Regions from separate parts of the Oryctolagus cuniculus genome. Here region 2 is linked to region 1. Evidence: chromatin contacts called from public Micro-C data. All regions are on one chromosome and are shown on one strand. The core of a region is the stretch at or near the end of the contact, and the rest is flanking DNA. Distances in the headings are between cores, read along the strand shown. Region 1 holds the start of ABCD4 (ATP binding cassette subfamily D member 4). Region 2 holds the start of YLPM1 (YLP motif containing 1).

Evidence for each region. A called contact is a pair of places that touch in the nucleus more often than the background predicts.
Region 2: a Micro-C map of ear pinna shows a contact between it and region 1, with 7 times the contacts expected there. The contact joins the promoter of YLPM1 here to the promoter of ABCD4 in region 1. A contact is called at or near these places in 2 of 6 Hi-C or Micro-C datasets (ear pinna and an unstated tissue).

The regions. Positions count from the first base shown.
Region 1 is chr20:20,448,795-20,455,961 of mOryCun1.1, reverse strand. ABCD4 (ATP binding cassette subfamily D member 4) reads left to right here and starts at 2,566. Exons shown (of 19, transcript XM_008272052.4): 1 at 2,566-2,723; 2 at 5,035-5,153; 3 at 5,298-5,425; 4 at 7,039-7,167. The coding sequence starts at 2,686.
Region 2 is chr20:20,817,265-20,824,431 of mOryCun1.1, reverse strand. YLPM1 (YLP motif containing 1) reads right to left here and starts at 3,211. Exons shown (of 20, transcript XR_011384926.1): 1 at 2,164-3,211.

The sequences.
Region 1 (7,167 bases), core at 1,317-3,816:
GCATGGAGCTGACACTTCATGAGGACTGAAGGCGGGGAGGAGGGAAGGTGGGGAGGTGCACCACGTTCAAAGCTGGGGTTCTGGGAGCCTGCTGCTTGAACTTCTCTTTGAGTCCTGTAGTCGGTTGATAGGCATTTCATTCACTTAACACTTAATGTTTTTAAAGATTCATTTATTTTTATTTGAAAGGCAGAGTTACAGAAAGAGAGGGAGAGACAGAGATGAGGAGAGAGAAAAAGAAAGAATGAGAGAGAGGGAGAAAGAGAGAGGATATATATAGAGAGAGGTTTTCCTTCCATGGTTTGCTCCCCAAATGACCACAATAACAGGGGCTGGGCCAGGTCAAAGCCAGGAGCCAGGAACCTCCTCTGTCTCCCATGTGGTGGCAGGGCCCAAAGACTTGGCCGTCTTCCACTGCTTTCCCAGGCCACCAGCACAGAGTTAGATCCGAAGTGGAGCAGCCAGGACTGGAACCAGTGCCTATATGGGATGCCTGCGTCACAAGCAATGGCTTTACCTGCTATGCCACCATGTCAGCCCTTCAACACTTTAAAATGTTATTGAGCATTTCCTACACACTAGCAGTGTTCTAGGTACTGGGGAATTAGCAGACAGTAGGCAGAGTCCCTGCTCTGATAAAGTTTTTTTTTTTTTTTTAAGATTTATTTATTTATTCAAAAGGTATATTTACAGAGAGAGGCAGAGAGAGAGAGAGAGGTCTTCCATCTGCTGGTTCACTTCCCAGATGGCCACAATGGCCAGAGCTGTGCTGATTCAAAGCCAGGAGCCAGGAGCTTCTTCCCGGTCTCCCACCCGGATGCAGGGGCCCAAGGACTTGGACCATCTTCCACTGCTTTCCCAGCCAATATCAGAGAGCTGAATTAGAAGTGGAGCAGCTGGGACTCGAACCGGTGCCTGTATGGCAGGCCTACACTGTAGGCGGCAGCTTTATCTGCTATGCCACAGTGCTGGCCCCATAAAGTTTATTCTGATAGGGGAAGATACACAATAAATAAGGAAACAAGACCATTTTAGATCACAACAAGCATGAATATAAAAGGGTAACGCATGAGGGAATGAGGGGGTAGGACCACATATTCCAGGTAGGGGGTACACGGGGCGTCTCAGCTGCTGATGAGCAAGCACCAGCAGTGGGAAGCTCCAGGCCTGGGGGCAGCGTGATCCAGCAGAGGCAGCTGCAAGGACCCTGAGGCTGAAACACAGTGGCCCTTCATTGAGCAGAAATGAGCAAGTGGCCCACACGACGGCCTGGGCTAACCGCCCAGTGAGGCTGCTTCCCACAGCTGAGTGCTGATTAGAGTCTCAGTTACTTAGGCTCCAGTCAGGACTCCCGCTAATGGACCTGGGAAGGCAGCTGATGGTGGCCCAAGTGCCTGGGTCCCTGTCACCCACGTGGGAGATGATGAAGTCCAGGTTCCTGGCTTCAGTCCTGGTTATTGTGGCCATGTAGAGTGAACCAATGGAAGGAAGACATGTGTGTGTGTGTGTGTGTGTGTGTGTGTGTCTCCCTCTCCCTCTGTCATTCTGCCTTTGAAATAAATAAATCTTGAAATAAAACCCAGTGGGCCAGTGCCATGGCTCACTAGGCTAATCCTCCACCTGCAGTGCTGGCATCCCATATGGGCACCAGGTTCTAGTCCCGGTTGCTCCTCTACCAGTCCAGCTCTCTGCTATGGCCCCAGAGGGCAGCGGAGGATGGCCTAGGTGCTTGAGCCCCTGCACCTGCATGGGAGACCAGGAAGAAGCTCCTGGCTCCTGGCTTTGGATCGGTGCAGTGCTGGCTGAGGCAAGGCAGCCATTTGGGGAATGAACCAACGGAAGGAAGACCTTTCTCTCTCACTGTCTAACTCTGTCAAATAAATAAAAGAAAAAAAAAAAAAGAAACAAAACCCAGCTAGAAGGAACAATGATGTTCAGATTTTATTTCCACTGCAATTGGAAACTTGATCTGTTTTTTCTTTTTCTTTTTAAAAATTTATTTATTTTATTTGAAAGGCAGAGTTACAGAGAGACAGGGGCAGAAGCAGAGAGAGGGAGAGAGGTCTTCCATCTGCTGGTTCACTCCCCAATTGGCTGCAATGGCCAGAGTTGTGCTGATCCAAAGCCAGGAGCCAGGAGCTTCCTCCGGGTCTCCCACATGGGTGCCGGGGCCCAAGCACTTGGGCCATCTTCTACTGTTTTTCCAGGCCACAGCAGAGAGCTGGATCATTAGAGGAGCAACAGGGATTCGAACATCCCATATGGGATGTCGCCACTGCAGGCAGCTGCCTTACCCGCTATGCCACAGCGCCGGCCCTTGATCAGTGTTTTTTTAAAGATCGCGCTGGCTTCTCTGGAGCAATGTGTGAAACATCTACTAGATTAAAAATCTAAAATTCTTGTAAAAAAAAAAGTTACATAGCCAGGGGCCGGTTGTCCAAGGGGAAACCTTCCAGGTCCAGAAGGGGGCGCTCTAGCCGTCGGGTTGGCCTAATCCACCCTGGGCTCTCTTTGGTAGGTTTCGGAGAGGTCGGTCGCTTCCGGGAGCGATGCGTCCTCTCTATCCGCCGCCGTCTCTGTGGTCGCCGGGGCCCCGCCCCTCCCGGGCCGGCCGCGAGCGCCTCGGACTCTGCCCGGAGCCGACCCGGGGACCGCAGTGATCGCTCGCTAGTAGGACTCGGGGTCATGGCGGTCCCGGGGCCCGCGCCTGGAGCCGGCGCCAGGTGAGCAGGCGGCTGGGAGGCGAGCTGGGTCTGGGGCGTCCTGCCCGGGGATGTGGCGGCGGACGCGCCCGCTCCGCCGCGCTGAGCCCCCTTCCCGGCTCAGGTGGCCGCGCAGGGCGCCCGCCCTCCTGTGGGATCCGGGGCTGCACTGCCCCGCTGCTGCCCCTCAGCCTTGGCGCGGAGTCCGTCGCCGCCTGCTCCCTGCTTGTGGGCTCTCGCCTTCGCAACTGGCATTCTCTGGGTGCGCAGGACTGATGGTGCCAACCCCTCCTTTTATGATCGTCCTTGCGGTTCTGTCCCCTTCTCTCCCCTTCTCAGACACCCACCGCCGTGCTGTGGTGAGGGAGGGTTTTTACAGTCACCTTTAAAAGTTACCCTAAAAACAGTGACTTTGAATTTATAGAAATGGTAATATGCTGTGATTAAAAAAATTTACCTCCAGTTTTTTGTTTTTTTTTTTTTTTTTTTTTTTTTTTTTTTTTTTAAGATTTATATATTTATTTCCAAGGTAGAGTTACAGAGAGAGAGAATCTTTCGTCTGCTGGTTCACTCCCCAAATGGCGGCAGTGGCCGGAGCTGGGCCAGGCGGAAGCCAGGAGTCAGGAGCTTCACCCAGGTCTCCTACTCAGGCCATCTTGCGCTGCTTTCCCAAGTGCATCAGCAGGGAACTGGATTGAAAGTGGAGCAGCCTGCGGTGAAGCCGCCGCCTGCAGTGCCAGCATCCCACATGGGCACCGGTTCGAGACCTGGCTGCTCCACTTCCGATCCAGCTCTCTGCCATGGCCTGGGAAATCAGTAGAAGATGGCGTGCACCTGTCCTGCACCTGTGTGGGAAGACCTGGAGGAAGTTTCTGGCAACTGGGACTCGAACCTGTGCCCATATGGGTGCCGGCCCCCACGTTGTGTATTTGAGGTCATCCTGTGCTGTGGGGCACTCTGGTTCTCACTTGTGGGTGCTGTGTGGTGCCACTCTATGTGCATAGACCTCTTCCTTCCTCCCTCCCTCCCTCCTTCCATTACAGAGAGAGAGAGTCTTCCATCCACTGGTTCACTCCCCAAATGGCCGTAATAGCTGGAGCTGAGCTGATCCAAAGCCAGGAGCCAGGAGCTTCTTCTGGGTCTTCCACAGGAGTGCTTGAGCCATCTTCTACTGCTTTCCCAGGCCGTAGTAGAGAGCTGGATGGAAGTGGAGCAGCCGGGACTTGAACCAGCGCCCACATGGGATGCCGGTGCTGCAGGCCGGGACTTTAACCCTCTGCGCCCCATAGACCTAGGTTGTTTCCAGCTTTTCGCCACCACAGACCGCAGTTCAGGAGCATTCTGGCAGGTGTGTCCCCATGGTCACCTCTGATCTGCTGGGTTGTTCCCTGGAGCACTTACACCCGTTTGTACATCCCAGCAGAAGGTTCCAGTTGCCCGTATCATTTGGGCTTGTCTGGTCTGGAGAGTGCCGATCTCGTGGCTGCAAGGTGGTCTCCCCCTGTGTTCACGTTCCCGTGTCGGTTAGCCATCTGCTTTTCCTCTTTGTGAATCGCCTGTTTATATCCTTTCTCGGCTTCCTGGTATGCAGGAACAGGTTGTGTGCTGTGGATTCAGTTTGTGTTGCTTTTACACTGCACGTAGCTGCTCCAGCTCTTTAAGACACTGTGTTGAACAAAACTATTTAATCATAATGAAATTAAATCCATCAGTTTTGCCTTTATTATTTGTGGATCGGGGATCCGATTGGAGGACTACTTTCTCACCTCGGTATCATTTGGGTATCTCCATTCAGATATTCTCCTGGCTGGAGCCATGGCTCAATAGGCTAATCCTCTGCCTGCGGCACCAGCACCCTGGGTTCTAGTCCCGGTTGGGGCACCGGATTCTGTCCCGGTTGCTCCTCTTCCAGTCCAGCTCTCTGCAGTGGAGGATGGCCCAAGTCCTTGGGTCCTGCACCTGCATGGGAGACCAGGAGAAGCACCTGGCTCCTGGCTTTGAATCAGCGTGGTGCACTGGCTGCAGCGCACCGGCCGCAGCAGCCATTGGGTGAACCAATGGAAAAGGAAGGCCTTTCTCTCTGTCTCTCTCTCTCTCACTGTCTGCCTGTCAAAAAAAAAAAAAAAAAAAAAAAAAAAAAAAAGATATTCTCCTGCATTTCCTTGTGTTAATAATGTTACATCTCCCCCACCCTTCCCCCTGCCATTATCAGTATCTGGAAACCCGGTTTCTGCATGGCCCAGCCCCTCTGCAGGACGGTGCAGGGAGGCCTAACAGCAGCTCCCTGAGGCCTCACTGCCCGCCTGGCCGTCCCTCTGCCTCTCTGCTTCAGGCCCAGGTTAGATCTGCAGTTTCTGCAGCGGTTCCTGAGGATACAGAAGGTTCTGTTTCCCTCGTGGTCAGCGCAGAACGTCCTGATGTTCCTGACCCTCTTATGTGTGGCCCTGCTGGGTGAGTGAATGCGGCCGGGGAGGGGGACGGAGGTAGCGCCCTGGTTCTGGGTCCCCCTCCGCCTCTCTAGCGTGTGGGTGAGTGGGAGGGGAGTCTTCTTATTAACCCCTACCACGGACTTCTGACTCCTCGCCCTTGCCCTAGAACAACTGGTCATCTACCAGGTTGGCCTGATCCCCAGTCAGTACTACGGGGTCCTGGGGAGCAAAGACTTGGATGGGTTCAAGGCCCTGACGTTCCTGGCTGTGGTGCTCATCGTTGTCAACTCCTCGGTAAGGCTCCCCCTCCGGTCCAGTGCCGGTGGAGTGCCCAGACCTCCTCCAGGAAGCAGGAGGCAAGCCGCGAGGCTGTGTCCCCTCCCCTTTCTGGGAACTAGGAGGATGCTGGTTGCCCTGGGGGATTGGAGCCTAGACAGGGCATTGATCTTCCTGTTGGCACACTCTGGACCATTCTCTCCCGTGTTTCCATCTCCCAGGGCTGGACCACGAGGTTTGGATTGAATTCAGCATTTAGTGGAAATGGGCATTGTCTGTTTCATTCCCAGACCTCCTGCTTTAGGGAGCTCAGAACACTTTTTTTTTTTTTTTTAATATTTATTTATTTATTCGAAAGGCAGAGTTACAGAGAAGCAGAGAGAGAGAGGTCTTCCATTCTCTGGTTCTCTCCCCAAATGGCCACAATGGCCAGAGCTGGGCTGATCCGAAATCAGGAGCCAGGAACTTCTTCCAGGTCTCCCATGCGAATGTAGGGGCCCAAGGACTTGGGCCATCTTCTGCTTTCCCAGGCCACAGCAGAGAGCTGGGTGGGAAGAGGAGCAGCCAGCCGGTACTAGAACTGGCGCCCATATGGGATGCTGGTGCTTCATTCCAGGGCTTTAACCCGCTGCACCACAGCGCCAGCCCCCCCACCCTTTGTTCAGTTGGCTAAAGCCTTCTCATTTTTCTTTCTTTTTAGTTTACTAAGATTTATTTATTTGAAAGGCAGAGTTACAGAGAGAGAGAAAATCTTCCATCCACTGCTTTATTCCCCAAATGGCCACAACGTCGAAAACGCTGAGGAAGGAACTGCAACTGGGTCTATCACGTGGATGGTAGGGGCCCAAGTCCTTGGCCCCTCTTTGGCTGCTTTCCCACAGTAGCAAGGAGCTGGGTCAGAAACAGAGCAGCTAGGACTAGAACCAGTGCTCAGATGGGATGCTGGCGTCATAGGCGGCTGCTTAACCCACTGCGCCTCAATGCCCGCGCCCTGCTCGGGTCTCAGTAGACCTCCATCGTCACCTCTTCAAGTCCTCAACTTTCCCCTGTTTCCCTCCGCCACGCCGTCCCTCTCTGTACCCGAGTGTCCTCTGCCGTAGCATGCCGCAGCATGCCGCAGCCCTCACCCGGGTTTCCCGGCGGCATCCTGAGCTCACCGCCGTGTCCCAGTGCTCAGCGCGTTGGTGCTCCACAGACAGCAGCGGAAGACCCTGCCGCTCTTCTCTGCCGGGCTCTGCCGCCTGTTTTCTTGGAGAAACTGCTTCTCATCCTGCTCCAGCTGCTTTGGATGGGCCTTTAGCCCACACGCACTTATCACATCCTGAACCCCGTTGCCAGCATCAGGGCCAGGGAGGAAGAACATTAGTGGGATGGGCAACGTGGCCCCAGCAAGGCAGGCACCTGTGGGAGCGCAAGGGCCTTGCCTTGGTTGGGCCTTCGGATTTGCAGAGGGAATGAACCCGCGGGTGAATGAGGAAGGGAGACTCCTCTGTAAACAAGAAAAGTGCTGAGTGATCAGAGGGGCCGGGCCGGTCAGCAGAGGCTTCCTGCCAGCCCTGAGCTTTGAACCGAGACTCGCAGGAAGCCAGCTCTCCCTCCCCTCCCTTCCCCTTGCCTCCCCCACCGCACAGCTGAAGAGCTTTGACCAGTTCACCTGCAAGCTGCTGTATGTGAGCTGGAGGAAGGACCTCACCGAGCACCTGCACCGCCTCTACTTCCGGGGCCGCGTGTACTACACCCTGAACGTGCTGCGGGATGAC
Region 2 (7,167 bases), core at 1,962-4,461, 370 kb before region 1:
AGCATGACAAATTCTGTGTCTCCAACAAATCTTGTGCAGAGTCTACAATTTGCAAAGCACTATCCTAGGTGCTAAAGGAAATTAATAAAATAAGCAAAACAGTCCCTGTCTGCAAGGGACTTCCAATCTGAAGAGAAGAACCAAACCAGATGGGTAAGGTCAGGTAAGGCTTCATGGAGACCTTGCTACTGGAGATGGCCTTGAAACAGATCCAACTCTACTGTCAAAGAGTTGGGACGAATTCTACACAAAGCTAAAAGAGCCACAAGTTTACAAGGTCTTTCTTGACCTGGTCCATATACACTCACCCTTAATCCTCATCTTCTACCACTTTCATTCTGCCTTTCAGAATGGAGGTACGGGGGTCAGTGTTGTGACACAGCAAGTTAAGACATTGCCTGAGACGCTAGCATCCCATATGAGCTTTGGTTCCAGTCCCGGCAGCTACACTTCCAATCCAGCTCCCAGTGAAAGTGCCTGGGAAAGCTGCAGAGGATGCCCCAAGTGCTTGGGCCCCTGCCACCCCCGTGGGAGACCTGCATGGAGTTCAGGTTCCTGGTTTTGGCCTGGCCCAGCCCCAGCCGTTGAGGCCATTTGGGGAGTGAATCAGTGGAAGCAAGATCTCCCTCTCTGTAACTCTGCCTTTCAAATAAGTAAGTCTTTAAAACCAGAATGAAGGCATAGAATATGCATATTTAAGGCACTTAATAAAGATCATCACACACAAGGGTACAAGGGCAGAAAACCAAAAGCAGTGTTTATGGTGGGTGTTTATATCGGGACCCAGTTTGACACATACTCTCCTCTCCAAAAACTGTCAGAAACACTCCTAGCTTTGGCTGTTGTAGGCATTTGGGGAGTGAACTAGCGGATGTGCAATTCTTATATTCTCTCTTCTTTTCAAACGGAGTTTTTAAAACTCCCAAAATATAATTCATGTGTTTCTCTATAAGGCCAGAAAAGCAGTCTAGGAGTAGAGACAAGGCTATAAATGTCACATTTTGGCTTGAACGAACTCTGACAGTTTGACAACAAAGGCACTGGATAACAGAGCAACCTGGGGGAACCAACCCAGTGGGATGGTAGAGATTTGGTGTGGGCCGACAGAACCACTTACTCTACTGTTCGTAGAACAGAATCGCAAGCGTCTTCTCCTGATGCTGTGCCAAGCATCATTCACAAAGCCACTGCTCCTGTCCTCGTTTTCTAATGCCAAACACGTGAAATTCAAACCCTGCATCCCCATCTTGTGGAAAGCTTTCCTACGCAAAGCTGAGCTTGTATTTCTAAGATTTTCTTTTTTGCCTTAGCAATTGTAACATAGGTAACAGCTAGAAGCGTTATGTTAAGAAATCATAATAAATGAGTTATTCCACTTTAGCCCTACCTTCCTTTACAGAGAAATTTACTTATTTCCATGACCCTGTCAGCCGCTGCTCTGCGGGCAGAAGTTCGCAGGAAGGGCTCTCTCACTAAACTTTCCTCTACCTTGGCCAAATTCCACAGCTATTACTTTGAAGTGAGTGGCAGCAACAATTAAATGAAATAAACTGGTCAGGTCATAAAACTATCTCGCAAGTAATGGGAGAAAAGGATGTACAGGTGAATTCCCACAATGGACCAACACAGCCCTGGCAGACAGCCTCACCTATGTACTGCACGTGTAGCTCTAAGCCTATCAGGATGCTCCTGACAAGATCTCCAGCCTTGGCTTGCTGAGACCTCTTGATTCAGGAAGCTGACAGCTATCCTGGGCCCCTAAAGAATGCCGTCGTTGCTGTTTTAAAAGCAGACTGGCCATGGATTTCCATGCATTTAAGGGTCAGCCCTGTGAGGAGCTTCCTTGTGATGCTTCCTCGAAAATGGAAAGTGTAGTGAAAGCCCAACTCCAAAGCAAGGCCCTCTGCAGCGGCAACAGGACGTGTAGTTGGCTGGGCAAAGAAAATCAAGCAATAAACCTGAAAAGCAACTCTGGAGCCAGCCCACTACTCTGCGGTGTGCAGACACATCTTCCAACACTGTTCCTTTAGTAACACACCGTCCAGTCAGGCCACTCTTGGAGTGCAAATTAGCTGGTCGTTGTGTGCTGGAATCAGGCTAAGCACCGGTTAAAGCCCCCCGGGCCTGTTCGCCTAGAGCCTTGTAGGGACCAAGCCCTCTTACCTGTGGAGTCATCGTGGAGGGATCTGGCTCAGGGGCGGCTTGCTGCTGCTCAGCACTCTTGTTCTTGGCCCCGCTGTCCAGAGGCTCTTGCCGGACAGTTGTCTTAGGGCCAGCAGGGGTGGCCGGTGGCGGCGGGGGGAGCAGGCCTTTAGAATGGCCCTGGGAGGGGCGGGAGGGAGACGCCTGAGAAGAGGGCAAGTAGGACTGGGAATGGCTCAAATAGGATTGCGAGGAAGAGGAGGAGGAGGAGTAAGAAGGGGTGGGCGCCAGGTAGGGCTGGGAAGGTGGGGACTGCGACGGGGACGGCTGAGCGGGAGGCAGGTAGGGCTGAGACGAGGACGGGGGATAGTACGAGGGTGGCGGCTGAGGCGGGGGCATGTAGGATTGAGAGGGGGGCATATAGGACCCGGGCGGTACAGGGGGAGACTCAGGGGGAGAGTCCAGCTCCATCGGAACCAAACCAGGAGGCCCGTCTCGTTGGTGGTGGAGCATCTGGTGTTTGTACTGCTGCTGCTTCTGATAGCTGAGGGCCGGCCCGGGTGGCGGGGGCATCGGTGGCGGCGGCGGCTGCCAGTCTCCGTAGCCGCCCCCGGGCATCACCGGCGGGGGCGGCAGCGGGGGCGGAGGAAGGTGGTGGGGCTGGAGCACGCACTGCATTTGCTTCTGGTGCATCTGCTGCAGCTGCTGGAGCTGCGCCAGGTGCTGCTCGCGGAAGCTCATGAAGCCCGAAGAGGAAGGGGCCGCGGGAGTCGTCGAGCTCGAGTACCCGGGCCCCGGCGAGGCCTCAGGAAGCGCCACCGGAGGCGGCGGCGGGACCGGCGGCGGCAGATAGTGGCTGCTACCGCCATACCGGCCCCAATTCGGGTACATATCAAAAAAAGAGGCGCAAGGCCCGTCCTGACGCCGTTACTCGTCGCAACCGACCTCCAGGAGCCGCGGCGGCGACGGCGACAGCCGGAACTCGCGGCGCCTACAGGCCCCGGAGCGTGTAAACGGAGCGCGCCAGTGCGCCGGCGCTACCGAACTGGGCCTGCGACCGGGAAGGCGGGGACGGGACTGGACCGACTACGCCTGCGCAGGAGCAGCGAGAGGAGAACAAAGGCGAGATAGAGCGGCCCATTACTTGCTGACTCGCGATTGCCATCTTCCGTCAGGGTCCGATAATGCAGGCGCGCGTCGAATGTTCTCATAGAACCGAGGAACCATAGAGTCTCTCAGCTGAAAGGGGGACAGAGATCCTACCGCTCCACGGGTTCATTTTTGAATGAAAAAAAAAAAAAAAAAGAGGTTCCATTCACAATAGCAACAATCGCAACAACAACATAAAACACAAAACAACGAGAAACAACTCCAGTAAATATGTAGCGCTTATATGAAGAAATCTGCAGAATCTCAGACTTGAAATGATGGGTAGGTTTCCCATGGTCCTGAGTGAAAAGATGCCAGTTCTCCCCACATTAAATGGATAGACTTAGCTCAGTTCTATCCAAAAATCCAACTGGGGACAAAGTTGTGAAGAATGGAACCTATTTCGAAGGCGGAATGTAAGACTGCACCAATTCCTGCGGGCATACAATAGGAAGCATCTGCAGGTGGTGTTAAAGAGGAGAAAGAATTCTTTAGAATCCACCCACCCACCCACACACACACACACACAAATCCACGTCGGAGACCCTCAGAGCTAAAGCAAAGATAGCAGAAACCAGCCACAGCGATTGTCTAGAAAAGATTACCAGGAGATAATCTTTCAAAAATGTCCAGCATAACACTAAACAGCTCCTTCTTTGGCTTGAATGAATTATTGAGAAGCAAAGCTGATAAAATGAATTCTGGGGGACAAAAACTACAAAACAGATTTTTTAAAAAATATATTTGTTTATTTATTCGAAAGGCAGAGCAACAGAGAGAGGGCAAGACAGAGTCTTCTGTTTACTGGTTCACACCCCAAATGGCTCCAACAGCCAGGTCTGAGCCAGGCTGAAGCCAGGAGCTAGGAACTCCACCCAGGTCTCCCACAAGGGTTACAGGGGACCAACTAGTTGGTCCATCCTGCTGCCTTCCTAGTTACATTAGCAGGAAGCAGTACACGGATCAGGAAATAGAACATTACCCAACCCAGAAATCCCAGAGTTGTATTTTTAACTTTTGGATTGAAATTCTCTTCTGAAATATAAATGAATAAGTAAATGTAATTCACATAGTAATAGACTAAAGAAGAAAACCACAGTCATCTTATTAGATGTGGAAAAAGAATTTTTTTAAAGATTTATTTTATTTTACTTGAAAGTCAGAGTTACACAGAGAGAGGAGAACCAGAGAGAGAGAGAGAGAAAGAGGTCTTCCATCCGATGGTTCACTCCCCAATTGGCTGCACCGATCTGAAGCCAAGAGCCAGGAGCTTCTTCCAGGTCTCCCACGCGGGTGCAGGGGCCCAAGGACTTGGGCCATCCCCCACTGCTTTCCCAGGCCACAGCAGAGAGCTGGACAGAAAGTAGAGCAGCCAGGTCTTGAACCGGCACCCATATGGGATGTCAGCACTTCAAGTCAAGGCATTAACCTGCTGTACCACAGTGCCAGCCCCGTGGAAAAAGAATTTTATAAATTTCAAATTAGGGGCCAATACAGTGGCATAGCAGGTAAAGCCGCTGCCTGCAATGCCAGCATCCCCTGTGTGCAACAGTTTGTATTCAGGTTGCTCCACTTTAAATACAGCTCTCTGCTAATGGTCTGGAAAAAACTGGGAGATGGCCTGAGACCCTGGGCCCCTACACCCACATGGGATACGTGGATGAAGTTCCTGGCTGTTGGCTTCAGCCTGGCCCAGTCCCGGCCTTTGTGGCCGTCTTGGGAGTGAACCACTGATGGAAGATCTCTCTGTCTCTCTCCCTCACTCTCTGTAACTCTGACTTCCAAATAATCTCTTAATCTAATCAAATAATTGTATTAGCTTGAACTGACTAATCAGATAATAGTTTAAACATTTTATAAATTATAAATTTATAAATAAATTATAAATACAAATATTTAAACATTTTTCAAATTAAAACTTAATTTGAAACTTAATTTAAACGTTAGCAAGCCAGAAATACAGGGAACCTGCTTAATCTGATAAAGAATATCTACTAAAAAACTATGGCAAAGGTCATGCTTATGGGTGAAAAGTTGAATATTTTCCCATGAAGATCAAGAACAAGCATCCACTACTATCACCTCTGTTAAGAGTTGAATTTTGTCTCTCCAGAAAGATATGTTGATTATTCTAACGCTCAGTACCTCAGAATGTGGCGTTATTTGCAAATAGGATAGGTACAGAAGTAATTAGTCAAAATAAGGTCATACTTGAAAAGTATGGGCCCCAATCCAATATAACTCATGTTCTTATCATAGAGTAGCCATGTGAAGACACAGAGACACACAGGGAGAACACCATGGGATGATGAGGGCGGAGACCGGAGCTGACCACTGCACAATAAAGCCGGAGATTGCCAGAACGCAACCAACAGGTCAGAGAAACCGGGGAGGAGTCCCCTCCAGGTCTCAGAGGGACCGCGGTCCCGTCAGCACCGCAGCTTGGTGTTTATTGTACAGTGATTTTACATACAGTTCAAATAGTGGCAAAACAAAATTATTGTTTTTTAGAGACTTTATTTTTTAGAAGGCGTGGGGGGGGGGGGGGAGATGCACTGCTTCACTCCCTAAATGGCTGCAATGGCTGGGGCTCAGTTAGGCTGAGGCCAGGAGCCAGGAGCTTATTCCTGGCCTCCAACATGGGTTCAGGGGCCCAGTCACTTGGGCTATCCTCTGCTGCTCTCCCAGGCACACTGAACATGGAGCTGGATGGGAAGTGGAACAGCCAGGACTTGAACCAGCACCCTCATGGATGCCGGCAGTGCAGGCAAAGGCTTAACCTTCTATGCCATGGAGCTGGCCCCAGCAAAATAAAATGACAACAGAAGTGAGGGTGGTGATTTCCTTTGGGGAGAAGGAAGAAGGGTAGTGACTGGGAGGAGCACCAGTGGTTTCTGAGGTTTACTTAATTTTCAAAAACCACAGCGAACTTCATTATATGGCGTCCCTGTCTCCAGAACACTAAGAGGAGCCTCACTGGATAGTGCTCTCCTCCTGACACCTTAGCAACATTCACTCCACATCACAAGACCAACCAGGTCCATTTTTAGAGGCTCATTTCACTCATCTACATTGCAAAAAGTAATAAACAATAAGACTGAAAATGAACGAAGGGATAATTTGGAGCACAAATCACACCGAAGGGTTTGTGCAGAAGATCCCAGAGGCGGCCAGCTGTTCGTTGTCAGTGCCACTAACAGGAGAAGATGTAGATCATTGAAATTCTCAGGATAAGGTGTATGTCCCAGCTGCATTTCCTTCCTGCTGGGTCTCAGCCTAGGTTCAGGAGCAGGAGGTAGCATTTGATTGACTAGCTGGTGTAAGGGTATATTTGATGGGCTGACGACTTGCATGACATTTTGTAGAATAAAAACCCCTGCTAGGGGCCAGCGTTGTGGTGCAGAGGGTTAAGCCACTGCCTCCTATTCCAGCATCCCATATGAGCTCCTGTTCCTATCCTGGCTGCTCTGCTGCCAATCCAGCTCCCTGCTAATGTGCCTGGGAAAGCAGCAGCAGATGTACCAAGTGCTTGAGCCCCTGCACCCACGTGGGAGATCCATATGGTATTCCTGGCTCCAGGCTCCTGGCTCCTGGCTTCAGCCTGGCCTAGCCCTGGCCGTTGCTGTCATTGGGGGAATGAACCAGGGGATAGAAGATTCTCTCTCTCTCTCTCTCTCTCTCTCTCTCTCTCTCTCTGTAACTCTGGCTTTCAAATAATAAATAGATAAGTCTCAAAAAAAAAATCCCATAAAGCTCTTGCCATTTATACTGTTGTGAACAATAGGATCCACAGGCGGATTATCTGCTATGGGGCCTGTGTGCCTTGGGCAGGCTTTTCACCAGGATTCTGAATGAGTAGTGTTTAGATTCCCAGAA